2 separate regions of the Mus musculus genome follow, and region 2 is linked to region 1. A link is a contact called in public Hi-C data. All regions are on one chromosome and are shown on one strand. Each heading gives the region's core, a stretch centred on a gene start, on an enhancer-like site or on the middle of the called end of the contact. The rest is flanking DNA. Distances are from core to core; before and after follow the strand shown. Region 1 has its middle 39 kb from the start of C330011F03Rik. Region 2 has its middle 140 kb from the start of Gm27217.

Region 1 (6,848 bases), core at 1,406-3,905:
ACATAGTAATAAGGCTGAAGCTATCACATGGCACACAGCAGACACTTCTCTGAGACTGCTGCTGGCTACTCCAGGCTGCCCTCTCTTGTATCACAACCCTTTATTTTTGATCCTTGCTGATTACTGCCATGTTGTTAATGTATTGTCTATTTTAGATTGCTTTAAAGAATTATTTATTTCATGTATATAAATAAGTACATTGTAGCTGTCTTCAGACACACCAGAAGAGGGCAGCAGATTCCTTTACAGATGGTGTGAGCCACCATGTGGTTGCTGGGAATTGAACTCAGGACCTCTGGAAGAACATTCAGTGCTCCTAACTGCTGAGCCATCCCTCTAGTCCTTGTTTTCTATTGTAAACTGTAAAGTATGGGAACCCAGGTGGCTCTGAACTTGGGTAGGTGAGACCATTAGGAAATGCCACTTTATAGGCTGCTGACCAGCCCTGCTGTCTGGTTGTTTCTGGCTTGTCAGTCAGTGGAGAGTCAGCAACAGCTAGACACTAGTGAGGTCAGATGTATGAGGCTACCCCTTCAGTAAAAAGACAGATGTTTGACACATCCGTCCCATTAGCTGTCTGGTGGCTTTTTTTCCTGGGCTAGCTGCCTATGTGTTGATTTCTTCTAATGGGTAATGAGTTTCCTGAGAGCTGGAACTCTTTTTTGGGGGGTGATGTCTGACAAAGCTTGGACAGACAGTAGGAATTCGGTGATATCATGGGGATGTATGTAGCAGTTCTATGGAGGTGTACCATATGGGTTAGCAGTTCTATGGAGGTGTACCATATGGGTTAGCATGGTGTGGCAAGGGTTGAATGAGGCTGAGAGATGGAAAAGGATCTTCAGAGACCAAGAGTTAGTTGATTTGTTAGAGGAGAATACTCATTGAGAGGGGACACTTAAATGAGCAAGAAGACGAGCATTTTAGGGGCAGAGCCAATGATACCTTGACTTGTTTAAACATAAACTCTATATTTGATTGACAGACTTTCCTGCTCCAGGTACAGATGAACTGCTATTTAGTTTTCTTTTAAAGGTTCTCTTACACTTATATACTTGCACTTGCATGGACTGGTCTACACACCACACACACACACACACACACACACACACACACACACTCAACACAAAATAAGATGAAACGGTTGTGGTAAATCACACTCAACTCAAAGATTTGCTTCCCATACTGCAGAAATGTAGAAGTCCAACGTTAAGAGTAATAAAAATTTATGAAGTGACAAGTTGGACACGGGTGGGTTTATCTGAGGGTTCAGGGGTCTTATTTTAAGGCCAGAGCCCCCAGGTGCTCTTCTTCCTCTTTGCAAGTGACAGTTGTGGTTGCGCAAGGACTTGGGCTGTCCCTGGTGAACTGTTAACCAGGCTGGAACAAGCAGCCACATGTGCCTGTGGATTTCCTCTCAGCTCTACTGAGGAGGCAGCAGATGGTGTTGGGGGGAGCATGGTGGCTGTTGGCTGGGCCAGCTTTTGAGTAGTGCTAATTCTGACTTCCGCCCTCCATCTTCCACACATTGTTTTTGATTTCTGTCTGATAATTCTCCTTTGGACACACATTTTGTCTGGGGGAAGGGGTTGGACAAGATGGGTCTCTAGAACTGGACGTCATCCTACTTTTCAATGACTCCTAATCGGGAGGATGCTTTTATACTTGGTCTTTGGGGAGCATCAGAGGCCACTTACTTTTCCCCATTTGTACTGATAAAAGCTCACTGGTGACACAATGAATTAGACAGCCATGTTTAACCTCTTTAGGGTCACTGCCAATCTGAGAAGGTCTTTAAACTGCTTTTCCTCTTGATAGAACACCATACTACATTGATTCTGACATTGATTGCACCCTGGACAAAGTCACAATGACTTCTTATAGCTCAAGGATAAAGTCTCTATTCCATTCTGCCTTCCCCAGTCTGGACTTTTCTTCTTAGCCATGTATCCCATTTTCTGCACCAACAAGACGGGTGAACTCACTGTCTCAATGCCCATAAATCCCATCCATGGTGTGCCCTGTACAGAGCTCTGAATGCTGGTCACACATGTTTATTTTCCTCTCTGAACTCACTAGTGGGAGCTGGTGGGAGCTAACCCACCCCAACCTTCTAGTGATCCCTTCCAACCTCTTTTAGCAAATCCTTGAACACCTTATCACCATCACCATGTCCTCATCTGGGCCTATCTCTCAAGCTTTGATAATTTAAGTTCTCCTCCCTCAAGGAAGACTATAAGCTCCTAGAAGGCAAAGATATCTGACCCATACCACAGTGCTCTGCAGGTCAATAAACAACTAAAGTGTATTATGAAGAACCCAACTAGTATAGAAGGAATTATAATTTTTCTTAAAGATGACCTTGAAGATCTCACACTTGAAAATTCCAATAACACCAGCAATCTGTGTACTTGAAATCGATAAACTTAGTCATGAGTAGACTTTTGTACCAGCCTGGTTTGGAACACACAGTCAGTGTTCCAAACGCACGGTGGGAGGAACCTCTCCAAGGGTCGCAGAAACGGGGCTGTGTTCCTATCGCTGCTGTAAACTAGCTCTGGTGTTGCCCATGAGTGAAGCTGTACTCTTGGAAGCTCTGATCTCTCATCTGTGTGAAGCAGAGTATACTCAGCCTAGATAACAGAAAGACAGGATGAGGCTGGGCCATAATGGTGTGTGGCTCATGCTGTTGTCTAAGTTTAAACCTTGATGCCTGTTTCCTGTTTTCTCTCCATGACACTGCCCCTCCCCCTCCTATTCCCCTCCCCCTCTCCCTTCCGTTTCCCTTTCACTTTAAGTGTCAGCAAGACTGATAGCGATCTCCCTTTCTTTTCATTTCTTCTCTTGTTCTAACCACACTTCAGTGTGTCCTCTTTAGATAAACATTTCTCCTGCCACAGGTGCAAAATGTACACACAAGCTTCAGTTTGTAGCACTTCCAGGATTTTTCACTAAAAATGGAGGTGCGGTGGGGTGGTGGGGTGGTGGGGGGACTCTTTGACCCATGAATACATTTTCTTGTAATTAAACAGTGTGTCTCCACTAAAGAGTGCCAAGCTTTTCATAAGCATGGCTCCACTCATCTCTCATCTCCTGTCAGCTATTAGGGCTTTAGGGTGTGGCTGAGAAGATGTCCATTGAGCCAACCCATGGGACGACTGGGAAATTGAGACTTGGAGCACTCAGCAATTTGTCCTAGGGGTTTGACTGTGCCTTGTAGAGTTGGGGAGTGAAACGTGGGGCATGAGTTTCTGGCCCCTTCTCTAACTGCAAGCAGGGAAACAAGTCTGTGCAGGGTCTCAGGAAGAGAACCGATCCCAGTACAGGCACGAAAGGGTGCTGCCTGAGGATTAGGGAGTGATGAGTGAGGCTGGCCTTAGGATCTGACTGGAGACAGGCGAAGGAAAGAGGATTTCTCTGATTGAAGACCTTTCTAGACAAAGAAAAGGGAAAGCTTCCATTCTTCAAGACAAAAAGAGGTTTAAAAATACATATACAGGCCACTTTTAACTGTGTGGTGGTGTCCAGTGCTAACTACCAAGCTGCATTTATATGCTTCCGATATCCCAGCATCTCTCTGAGGTCTAGTTAGAAATGGATTTATCAGGAAGCTAATAGAGCTTAAGTACCTACCTGTACCCCTTAAAACTCTGGAACGCCTTGGTAATCGGCTCACATGGTATCGCTTGCAGATTGTGAAAGTAGGGATTTCTCGTTTTTTCTTGCTTTTGTCAAGAAAGTAAAATACATTAGACTTTTGTTGTTCATTTGATACATAACTTTAAAGGTACTTAGTGTGTGGGCAATATGCATTCTTGTTTCAGATGCTAATAAATGAGCTGTATTTCATTTCAACTTGTATTTTTTTAAGAGCACTCCCCATCTTGTTCCAAACATTTAGAAATTAATCCCTAGAATCAGCATTTCCCAAAAATACCAAGTTGTTTCTCCTGGCAAGGACACATGTAGGGCCTCTGGCTGGCATCGTGAGGTACAGGTAGAGGGCCGTTGTGTGAGTGTTCTGTCTTCCTTGCTGTCTCTCTCTCTCTCTCTCTCTGTGTGTGTGTGTGTGTCTGTCTCTGTCTCTCTCTCTGTCTCTGTCTCTCTCTCTGTCTCTGTCTCTGTCTCTCTCTCTCTGTCTCTGTCTGTCTCTGTCTCTCTCTCTCTCTGTCTCTCTCTCTCTCTCTCTCTCTCTCTCTCTCTCTCTCTCTCTCTCTGTGTCCTGCTGCCCTCCTCTGGGTTTCTTTTCTTCTCCCCCACCTCAAAGCCTGCAAGTCTGAACCACAGGCATCCGCTAACAGCATCACAAGGCTCTTGCTGGGAGACCTCCTCAGGATGGGTCAAGGTCAAGGTCAAGATTCCTTCTGAGTGTCGCGGCTTGGTAAAGCAGAGTAGAATATTTGGGGATATTATTTGTATCAGACTAAATCTGTTTAGGAAAGAGGTTTCAAACAACAACAACAACAATGGGGACTAGGTATTGACAGATATAATTCAGAAAGTTTTGAGTTTTGGTCAGTGGTACCAAGCTAATTGCTAGGTGGTTCCAGTTCTGGTAAGAACCTGATCTTGAAGCCTGTTAATCATTCAGGTTCCTTGGTAAGGCCAGGGAGATTTTAAACTGAAGATGCCCAGAGAGTGGACCAGGAAACACCTGGTCCTGTAGTGAGTGAGTGGTTAATAGAACCTCGGGGAAGAACTCCTTCTGATGCTCAGAAGGATGGCACAACTTCCAGTTAAAGGCCTGGAGGTTAAAAAGATGGAAGTGGAGTCTTTTTGAGGCAGCAGGCCTTGTGGTTAAGACCATTATACCAATGTTGTTTGGGTTTGATTCCCAGCAACTCCAGGTAACCTAGGGCAAGAAGCCTACCCTCTCTTGGCGTGGTTTTCTCCTCTATAAAATGAGGATGATATTAAATTTTCATAGAGTTTTTTCCTCATGAGTTAGTCTATATAATACACTTAGTATATCATGCCATATGCTATTATTATTCTTTCAATAAGATGAAACTTGCTCATAGTGAACTTTCCCTAGAAATACTAATAATACTAATTTTAGGACACTGGTAGAGAAAATGGTGTTTCAAGAGTGCCTAAAGATACACTGAAGGAAGCTTATGGAAAAGTAAAATAATTTGAACAGTCTGCTTTCTCCAGCTAGCTATAGACCAGCACAGACCAGTAAGCGCTGAAAAGGTCCTCCCACAGACCAAGGCTAACTGAGCTAGGTACACAATGCAATACGTCCTTTCTGTCTGCAGGCAGTGAGGCCCTGTGAATACCATAGAGGGATTCTTCCAGGAAACGCCATATTCAACACTAACACACCTGCTTCATACACCCTGAGCTCCAAATGGCGAAAACAAGTAAAAAAAAAAATTGATTTAAATTATGCAGGTGGAGGGTAATTAAATATTGATATAATAATTATTAAATTATGCAGGTGTAGGGTAGGTTTATGTGAAACTTCTGGAATTGCTACAGGAGTGGGGTAGACAATGAAAAACCCTGCATGGGGCCTTGAGCTGGATGACAATGCTGTGAAGTTATGGTTGAACTGGGCAGCTGGTTAGCTGTGCGTTCATCTGTAGGTTCGTGCATCTTTCTGAATGAGCTCCTCCAAGCCGAGGACAGGGCTGTCCTCAAATAGCCTGAGGGTATAGAAAAGGCTATTACTCCAAGCAGTCCTAAACACTAAAAGAAAATAATAGCAATCTCTCAAGTCATCATGATTTCATTTAAAGCTCGAGTCCTAAAACCAAGAGCTCTGAGGATCTCACTTTTACCTGTCAAAATAGCATGGATTTCAGAGCCAGAATGAAATGGCTCCAAAATGAACACATGGTTGAGAGGAGAGAAGGAGGAAGGGTATGTGTGTGTGTGTGTGTGTGTTTGGGGGATGCGGAGGGAGCTCATTTCAGCTCTGGATCAGAAACATGAGTGTAGACAGGCGGAGATGGGCAGACACGTGAGAACCGGGTTGCTGGAGGAAAATTCTAGTTCTGAAGCTTTGAATTTTTATGTTTGACCATTTTGTCACTTGTGTCACTAAAAAAGAACGGGCCAGATGGTGGCCTCTAGTACACGTTTCACAGCGTGGCGTCTGCAGAGGGGTTTACCCTGGATGGCCGTTAACAATCAGACTGCACAGTTTAAATGAGAGCTCAATGTGCAGAGACAAGAAAGCCAAATGTGAAATGCCCTTTAATTTCAGATCTCGGATAAACGTACATGTTCAATTTTAAAAGCCCTAGTTGACAGTCATAGGCCATGTTAAGGTGGCGACTTCAAGTGTCTGTTTAGATCACTCTCCTTTTGTGAAATGGCTGAACCAAACACTTCTTTTTTGTCAGCGATGTTTTGACTTTGTTAGGGTGGTCTGTTGGTTCTCAAGCTGGAGCACATTTCAGAGCTAGAAAACTTTGTTAAAACTCAGACTACCGGGGCTCTACTCGAGGACAGAGGTCAATTGGTAGAAATGTGTATTTCTAATATGTTCCTGGGCTATGCCCCTGCTGCAGATGCAGGGACTACATATACCTTGAAGGTCTTATTTTTAAAACACTTGCTCAATTGAATGAGGAAAAAAATTAAATCACGGATTTTCGCATGAATCTGTTGAAAACCATCAACCTTTTCTTTAGAAAAAATAGGTTAATATAGACGCTTATAGTGGACAGAAGAAAGAAAAGAAGAAAAGAAAGGAAGGAGAAGTTGTATGAGGTGGGCAAGAAGAGGCAGAAGGAGAGAGCAAGGACTTCTTAAAGGACCCTTGGAATCTCTCAGGAAAGCTCCGACTCAGGAATTTTGATCTACTCGTAAATATACCTACTTATTTATTTTAGGCA
Region 2 (6,848 bases), core at 1,842-4,341, 1.1 Mb after region 1:
CACAGCGAGCTGCAAATGTGAATAAGAATGGCCTGCCTGCATAGTAATTGGTATTATTACTGGAATGAATGAGAAAGCCACATATGGACGGATGGGTGGGGCTACGAAGGGGTGAAACAGGAGAGACTAATGGTTGCTTTATTTTCTCTTACCCATGTCCCTTCTTTCAGATAACCAGTCATTGCAGGTGGAGGAAAAGGAATGAAAAGTAGAAAACACAGCAGGCAGAAGGTAAAGCAGTTTATCTATAACATGCCCTTTCCACTCCTATTAATTGTAGCAAATTATAACATGCATCCCCTCCTGCGGAGGAATCTATTACAAAGGGGTAGAAAGACAGACTTAGTCAACTGGGTGGGGGTTGGGGGGGGGAGACATCGGAAAGAGAAACACTTCAGGTTAATTGGAGCTAAGAATATAAAATACTCATCTTAAAGTGTGTGCTTCAGTTATGAGAAGGAAAGTGTCGAGATCAAAATGTTTTCTGTGCAGGATTCAACACAGCATGGGTGTTTTGAAACAAGCGGTAATCATTTCTCATGGAGAAATCAGAAGCAGCAGCTCCTGCTTAGGACAAGCGCAAGAGAGACCAATTCTAGTCTCCCTGGGGACCCTGGAAGAGACACATAGGCAGTCGGTGAAGGAGTCGCTTGAACCAAGCGGCTGCAGTAGTGACAGGGATTATGAGGCAGTTCAATTGCTTAATGCTTTATTCATACAGTAGAAATGACACGGAATTCCCCTAGAATTCTAAACATTAGGAGGGAACAAATTTTTAGTTTGAAAAAAAAAAATCAGTGTGACTTCTATACAGCTCTCAAAGCAAATGAATTGGTCAACTCTGTCATCAGGAAATAAGAAAATGTAAGGATTATTCCCTTGGCAAGCCAGGCTCCCTGATATTCTTTGAGAGACGAGGAATTTTGAGCCTGATGCAGAAACAGCCTGTGCCCGGCTCAACAGAGCTCTGCTCTGCTTGCTCTCACCCTGGTAGCATCCATGCGGCATTAGAATCTTTATTAGGACTCTATTTAAATATTTTTTTAACTAGAAATTATTTCTCTAAAGTAATAAACAGTGCACCAAACAACACCAAGTTAAAAATTCTTAGAAAGAAAGGCAGGGAAATTAGATACAATTTTCACACAGTTCTCATGTAAGCACATGAGAATAAAGAGGGGTCCCTCTCACCCTTTTTTTTTTTGAAGACCATCTTTGTTTACTTCATTCCCAAGTATTAAGAGATTGTGTGATCCATTTGCATAGGGTAACTAACATATACCACATCATTTGCACGTCTGCAAGTACACGTGAGTAACCGTAATTACACGTGACACCAATTACTCTATTACTTTGTATTAAATTATAATGGAAAATTCCACTAGAGAATTGAAGCCTAATTGCATCTTAATTTGCATAATTTTGCATATTAATTACATCTCCGATGAATAATAAATTTCAGCAGATTTTTAATTTATGCATAGACACAAAAACAAGTGGAGAAATAATTTAGAAAAAAAAATACCAGCAACTATTACTTAGGGCATTCAACTAATTTTGCTTAGTTTAGCAAAACAAAACTTGGTTTGTTTGATATGGCATCTTTAGGCTGATTGCTGTTTATTGCATAATATGTCTCAAAGCATAGGTGCAGACATGGCTTTTCTTAATAAAAGAGGAGGGGGTTCAATTATAGCATTTTAAGTTTAGAGATTTTATAGTTTGCTAAACCTGTTTTGGGGATAACGTCTCTTTTTAGTTGGAAATATCTTTAATTGTAATTCCTTTTTAAAAACTGAAGATTAATTTCTGTTGTTGCTATTTTAAATGCAAGGGATTACAAAAAATAGAATATAAAAAAATACTTTGGTGAAGGCAACCACTTATAAAATGTGTCAAATGATTCCTTATTTTGAATCTATGGTGAAGTAGCTCAAAATTATTTCTGTGATTTTACATGAGCAATTCAAAGAAAGAATTCCCATGCAGGTTGTTGTTTTGTTGGGAAATCACTGTGCAGAGGAATGGCTTTTAAACCTAGCTGCTATTTTCTGATTATTTTCTTTGTTTATCAGTATCCTAGTCTAAGCAGTAACATTTGCTTTTGATTGCTAGAGACCTCGATTTTAAATTTCTTACCTTTGGCCTGATATTTATTAAATAAATGGAGCAGTTTTCTATAATTAATACATATAAAGCTATCTTTACATCAAAAGTCACAATAAAACATGACTTGGTATTTCTCAAATGATAATACATCTGTGAAAATTCAATTTGTCCACCTTTGCCTCAAAACAAGCCTTCATGTTTTACTGTTGAAGCAAATGCCAAAGAAGGGGGCCCTGGGTGCTGCCTCCTTAAGTCTAATACTATGATCATTTGGCAAATTATACAAAAGGAGAAGATGACAACATCCCAATAAATCAGGAAACTGTCAAGATTAATAATCTTAGCCGTCATCTGTTTTCCTATGAAAGCCCGACTGGCATCAAGCACGTTCCAGTTTATTCTGCCCTTCTTCTGGTTGGGAAACTGGATTTGTGCCAGCCTGGTGGCACACGACCTCCAGGAAGCCATCCTGTATGCCTTCTATCGTATTAGTCTGCATTTTGCCAGTCGCGCTGTTTCACGGGGCTGCAAGCAAGAACTCCTTAGGACACATGCGCCCTTCTCCCGTTTCTGATCAGCATTATCACTTGCTACAGACGGGAGACAATCTTGAGCTTAAAAGTCTGCATTTCTGTTTGTTTCCTTACATTCTAATATTTGCTGTTTGGTTTTAAAAGTTTTCCTCAGCTCAGACAAAGTAGAACCAATGAAAGAAATAAAATAAAGGCCCGACGTTCTATTGTCAGTACAAGGCCTTGCCTCTCTGGTTTCTGTTACTGGATGACAGACCTTTGGTTACTCAGGTATTTAAAAGCTGATCATTCAGCCATCCAAAATAGAACTGTGTCCGTGATCACATCTGTCTCTACTTTTTTGTTCAAGCCTTTTGATCAGGTTCTTACATTAAAGAGGGATTTGAGCTGGCTGAGTTCCTCGGGGAGGGGAGGGGGAAGAAAAAAAAATGATTCCAACATTTGAACAATGGTTCCCTCTTGTGGCCAGGCTTCAGGACTGCTGTTCAGGAAATCGAGAGCGGTGAAAAGTCTCTCCTGATGCTTAGACTTTTGTGCAACCTGCTGTATACCTACTGGCACCTGGTTTGGAGACCCTTCCTTCAGGTTCCAGTCACTGGTCCTATTTTTAGCATGGTGTAAGCTTTGTAGATTGAGGAGACAGCGGAACCCAGCTGTTCTGTGCTCATCATTGCTCTTATGCAGAGAAAAATCTTCCTTTGGAACAGCGTAGTGTCCGTATTTTAGGGAAAAAAAATTGAAGTTGTTAATGAGTATTTGGGGGAAAGGCTGTCTGGCTCTCATTATAGGGTTCAGAAGTGTATTTAGACTCCATAAGTCAAAGCATTCATAATCTCCTGAGGGAGCATTTCTGGTGTAGAATTAAGTCTAGACTGTGCTCATTCGTTTAGGCATTTTCATCTTTGAGGGTAAGAGCCTACAACACGACCAGTTACTCGCAGATGGGCCTCCCATGCCCCTTTCATCCATTCTCAAATAGACTTATTCGATCTGACTTCCTGATGGGACAACACTTGGTCTAATGTAGCATCTGTCAAAGCCCCCGCACAGGTCCTCACGGTGTTGAACCATGCTTAGAGTGGCGACTGCCAGAAGATGCCCCTTTAAACAGACTTTCCCCTCTTTAAGATCATATTCAATGGAGAAGTAAGCTACTGCGACATTGACAGGAATCTGCTCTTGCATACATGAGACTTTAAATATCAAGGAAAAATTGTAGCTGTCCGTGCAACAAGATGAATGCAATGTGTGTGTGTGTGTGTGTGTGTGTGTGTGTGTGTGTGTGAGTGTGTGTGTGTGTGTGTGTGTGTGTGTGTGTGTGTGTAATACAATTCTAGGTATAGAAACATTCTCTCTCAATGCTGTTCTAGGGATCCCATTTAAGGAATGAAAGCTTTTGTATTTGTCAAGGCATTTCCAGGCCACAATTCTTATTTACCTCACAGTTTGTTTGGAAGTTTTACATGGTAAACAATATTCAGGGTAGAAATGGAAGCAGTCTTGCCAATCCTGGACAACATTGTCAGTTGCCAGGAATCAAGACTACAGAGCTTTAGTAATTATTATTTTTTAATTGTACCTATGAACATGTAACGTATGTAAAACATGCGCATGCACATCTGTGCCAGGATATGTATGTTAAAGTCAGAGGACCGCTTTAGGAGTCAATTCTTCTCCCTCTGCTCTATGCATCCCGGGGACAGAATCCAGACCCTCAGTCTTAGCAGCAGACACACTGACCTACTGACCCATTTCGCAGACAAATGCAGGTGTAATTGCTCATATACTACTTTTTCTCTTGAGGGCAAACAAAGCTTTCTGATGCTCTCACATTCACTTGCAATATGAGTCATGTCAGAAGCACAGCTAGGTCAGTAGAGAATAGGGCTACTTCAGTTTAAGTTAGCCCAAACTTCAATATTAAAAAGAATGGCTTGCTTTTCTCCAAGTAGCGGACTTCAAAACAACTAAGGCTTCCTGTCATTGCTTTCAGCAGCTCCCCCTCCCTTTTCTTCACTGTTTCTTGGGAGGTGTCCTCCATGTGGTTTCTTTGTCAGGTAATAGGTGCCTGGCCGAAAGCTCCCCAAAGAGTCCATGCCCAATCCCCTGATTCCTTTCCCTTTTGTTCTGCCTGTTTGTTCAATAGAACAACCCAGGTTTGAATGGCGCATGGCTATAGCAGTTTCCCCGTAGCACATGCTTCTCAGCAGCTTGTGGACATTTAAAAAAAATTAATTAGTATCATCTGACTTCTGCAGGAAACCCATCCTCAAACCCAGTGTCTCTCTCTACTTTGCCCTTCTTATCTGTCTCTGCCTCTACCTAAGTCTCAGTCGCTATCCCTCTGTCTCTGTCTCTCTCCCTGACTCCCCCCCCCCCAAGAGATTAGCAATCTAATTCATTTGCACAAGAATAATAACCAACAAAAATCCATCTGGCTCTTCATTTTCTTTCTCTTAAAGGATCACAGAAGCCCTTGGAAGTTAGCAAAAACAAATAAGGAAAGAGGAAAAGTGTAAACTGAAGGGACCTAAGTTTTAGATGTAACAATTCATTCAAATTTTAAGTGAAATATTCAGGGCTTAGATGAATAGATAGTTTCTAGCTCTTATTTTGTCACATGGAGTTTAGAGACAGTTCAGAAACTGATTGTTTAGCCAATGATTTAATAAAGGATATTTTTAACAACAGAAAAACATGGAACAAAATCTCACGGAGAGTAAAAAAGAAGTCTTTTTTTATTGCCTTCTAAGCTTTTGGAAAATGGCAGGTTCACCTCCCTTGTGTCGTGCCTTGATGTGATTGGAGCAACTGAGCATATGTTTCTGAGCACAAGTCCACTGGAGCTCAGAGTGGCCTGTCTGTCCTTCAGGAGCTGGTCACATTCACCTCTTCTAAGAGACTTCCTTGATTTCCCATACATGCATGAACAGTGCTGTCATTAGCTCTCATTAGGCATTGTTTGATTTTCATCTGCCGTATTTTAAATTTGATTGCTTTTTTATCATGTTCCCTGTCTCCAGGTTGTAACTCCCATGGGGTCAAGAATTCTTACCACTTGCTTTTAAGCAGCACTCCACAAATGTCAATTGACCAAACAAACCCAAATCTAACAGAAAGTAGTATGATTTAAACAGGAGTTAATTTTCTCCCCCTAGACCAATAATTTCTTATGGGAATAGAGAAAGGATTAAATGTACTAAGAGGTAGAGTTGAGCTGCTTCCATCAATCAAGCTGGAGATGAAGGCAAGTCCAAAAGGAAGGCAGAACTTTCCCTGCTCATCTTTCAATCCCCCATGAAGTTTCCAGAATGTTGATGTAAGATCATAATCTTGGGTTTATATATGAAGAGAAAAGTATGCATTTCATACTGGTATTCTCTTGTCTGGCTGCTTCCGTGCTCCATCTTCTCTGTGGTGAATGAGACTCCTGATAATGTAATGATCTGAAGACGTTGGAAGTCATGGGTTTATGGTACTCTATCATTACAAAGGTGCTACAGCTTTGTCTTAGCCTTATGAATAGAAGGGACAATCAAGTCACAGAAAGATCTAAGACTGTTTTCTTACTGTCCCACACTCAAGTATTGAATCCCCGTGAGGAAAATCAGGTGGCAAAGTCCATTGTAAAATGGGTTTCAGAGCAACTCCATTATTTTTTATTTCACTTTAAGAGAGGAAGGAGATAAGACGAGCAAATAGCTAGAATCAGAAAGATGACTACAGAAAACCTTGTTGCCATTAGCTGGCTGTGACCTCGAACATGAAGACTAGAAACTAGAGAAAAATCCGCCACTAATCTATTCTTGGCAGAAACTGTTCATTCGGGTGAGTAAGAAGCCGCCTACTAGCCTTTTTTTCCCTTCCCATCTTCTAGATAAAAATGAGTGTTTAAAAACTGTGCTAAAAATTTCAAAAACACCTTAAAAAGATTCCATTACTTAAAGTGATTTGGATAATTGTGTTCAATGGTAGCCATTATTTAAAAATATAATTAGTTGCTGAACTCAGAGAAGGAGGGAAATTTCTGCAGGTGTTTCTCATTATTTGCTATGCATACAAAATATCTGCATAAATTACCATTATTATTCCAATGTATACTAAGAGACAATAAAGCATTAGCAAGCAATGAAGAATGCTGTTGACCCACAGACTGGGAGGGAGGCCTGGATGCACAGTAATAGTGTGCTGGCCTTCGGCGCTACC

What was found. Hi-C and Micro-C count contacts between places; a contact is called where the count stands out from the background.
Region 2: a Hi-C map of double positive thymocytes shows a contact between it and region 1, with 5 times the contacts expected there. The contact joins two enhancer-like sites. A contact is called at or near these places in 1 of 39 promoter capture datasets (the HPC-7 cell line), 2 of 15 datasets of contacts at CTCF or cohesin (large pre-B cells and pro-B cells), 10 of 484 Hi-C or Micro-C datasets (the C10 cell line, CD4 T cells, CD8 T cells and 4 more) and 8 of 115 datasets of contacts at active chromatin or transcription factors (CD8 T cells, DN3 thymocytes, T-cell acute lymphoblastic leukemia and 5 more).

Annotation. Positions count from the first base shown.
Region 1 is chr17:51,405,841-51,412,688 of GRCm38.p6, forward strand. No RefSeq gene overlaps it. Among named protein-coding and RNA genes, the nearest start is that of C330011F03Rik, 39 kb to the right of the region's middle. Within about 2 kb of position 2,656, at least 90 of the 459 cell types and tissues checked have an H3K27ac peak or open chromatin away from gene starts, as enhancers often do. A contact at or near this core is called in CD8 T cells, the N1E-115 cell line, T-cell acute lymphoblastic leukemia and 1 more, where this site is marked.
Region 2 is chr17:52,458,875-52,465,722 of GRCm38.p6, forward strand. No RefSeq gene overlaps it. Among named protein-coding and RNA genes, the nearest start is that of Gm27217, 140 kb to the right of the region's middle. Within about 2 kb of position 3,092, at least 28 of the 459 cell types and tissues checked have an H3K27ac peak or open chromatin away from gene starts, as enhancers often do. A contact at or near this core is called in CD8 T cells, the N1E-115 cell line, T-cell acute lymphoblastic leukemia and 1 more, where this site is marked.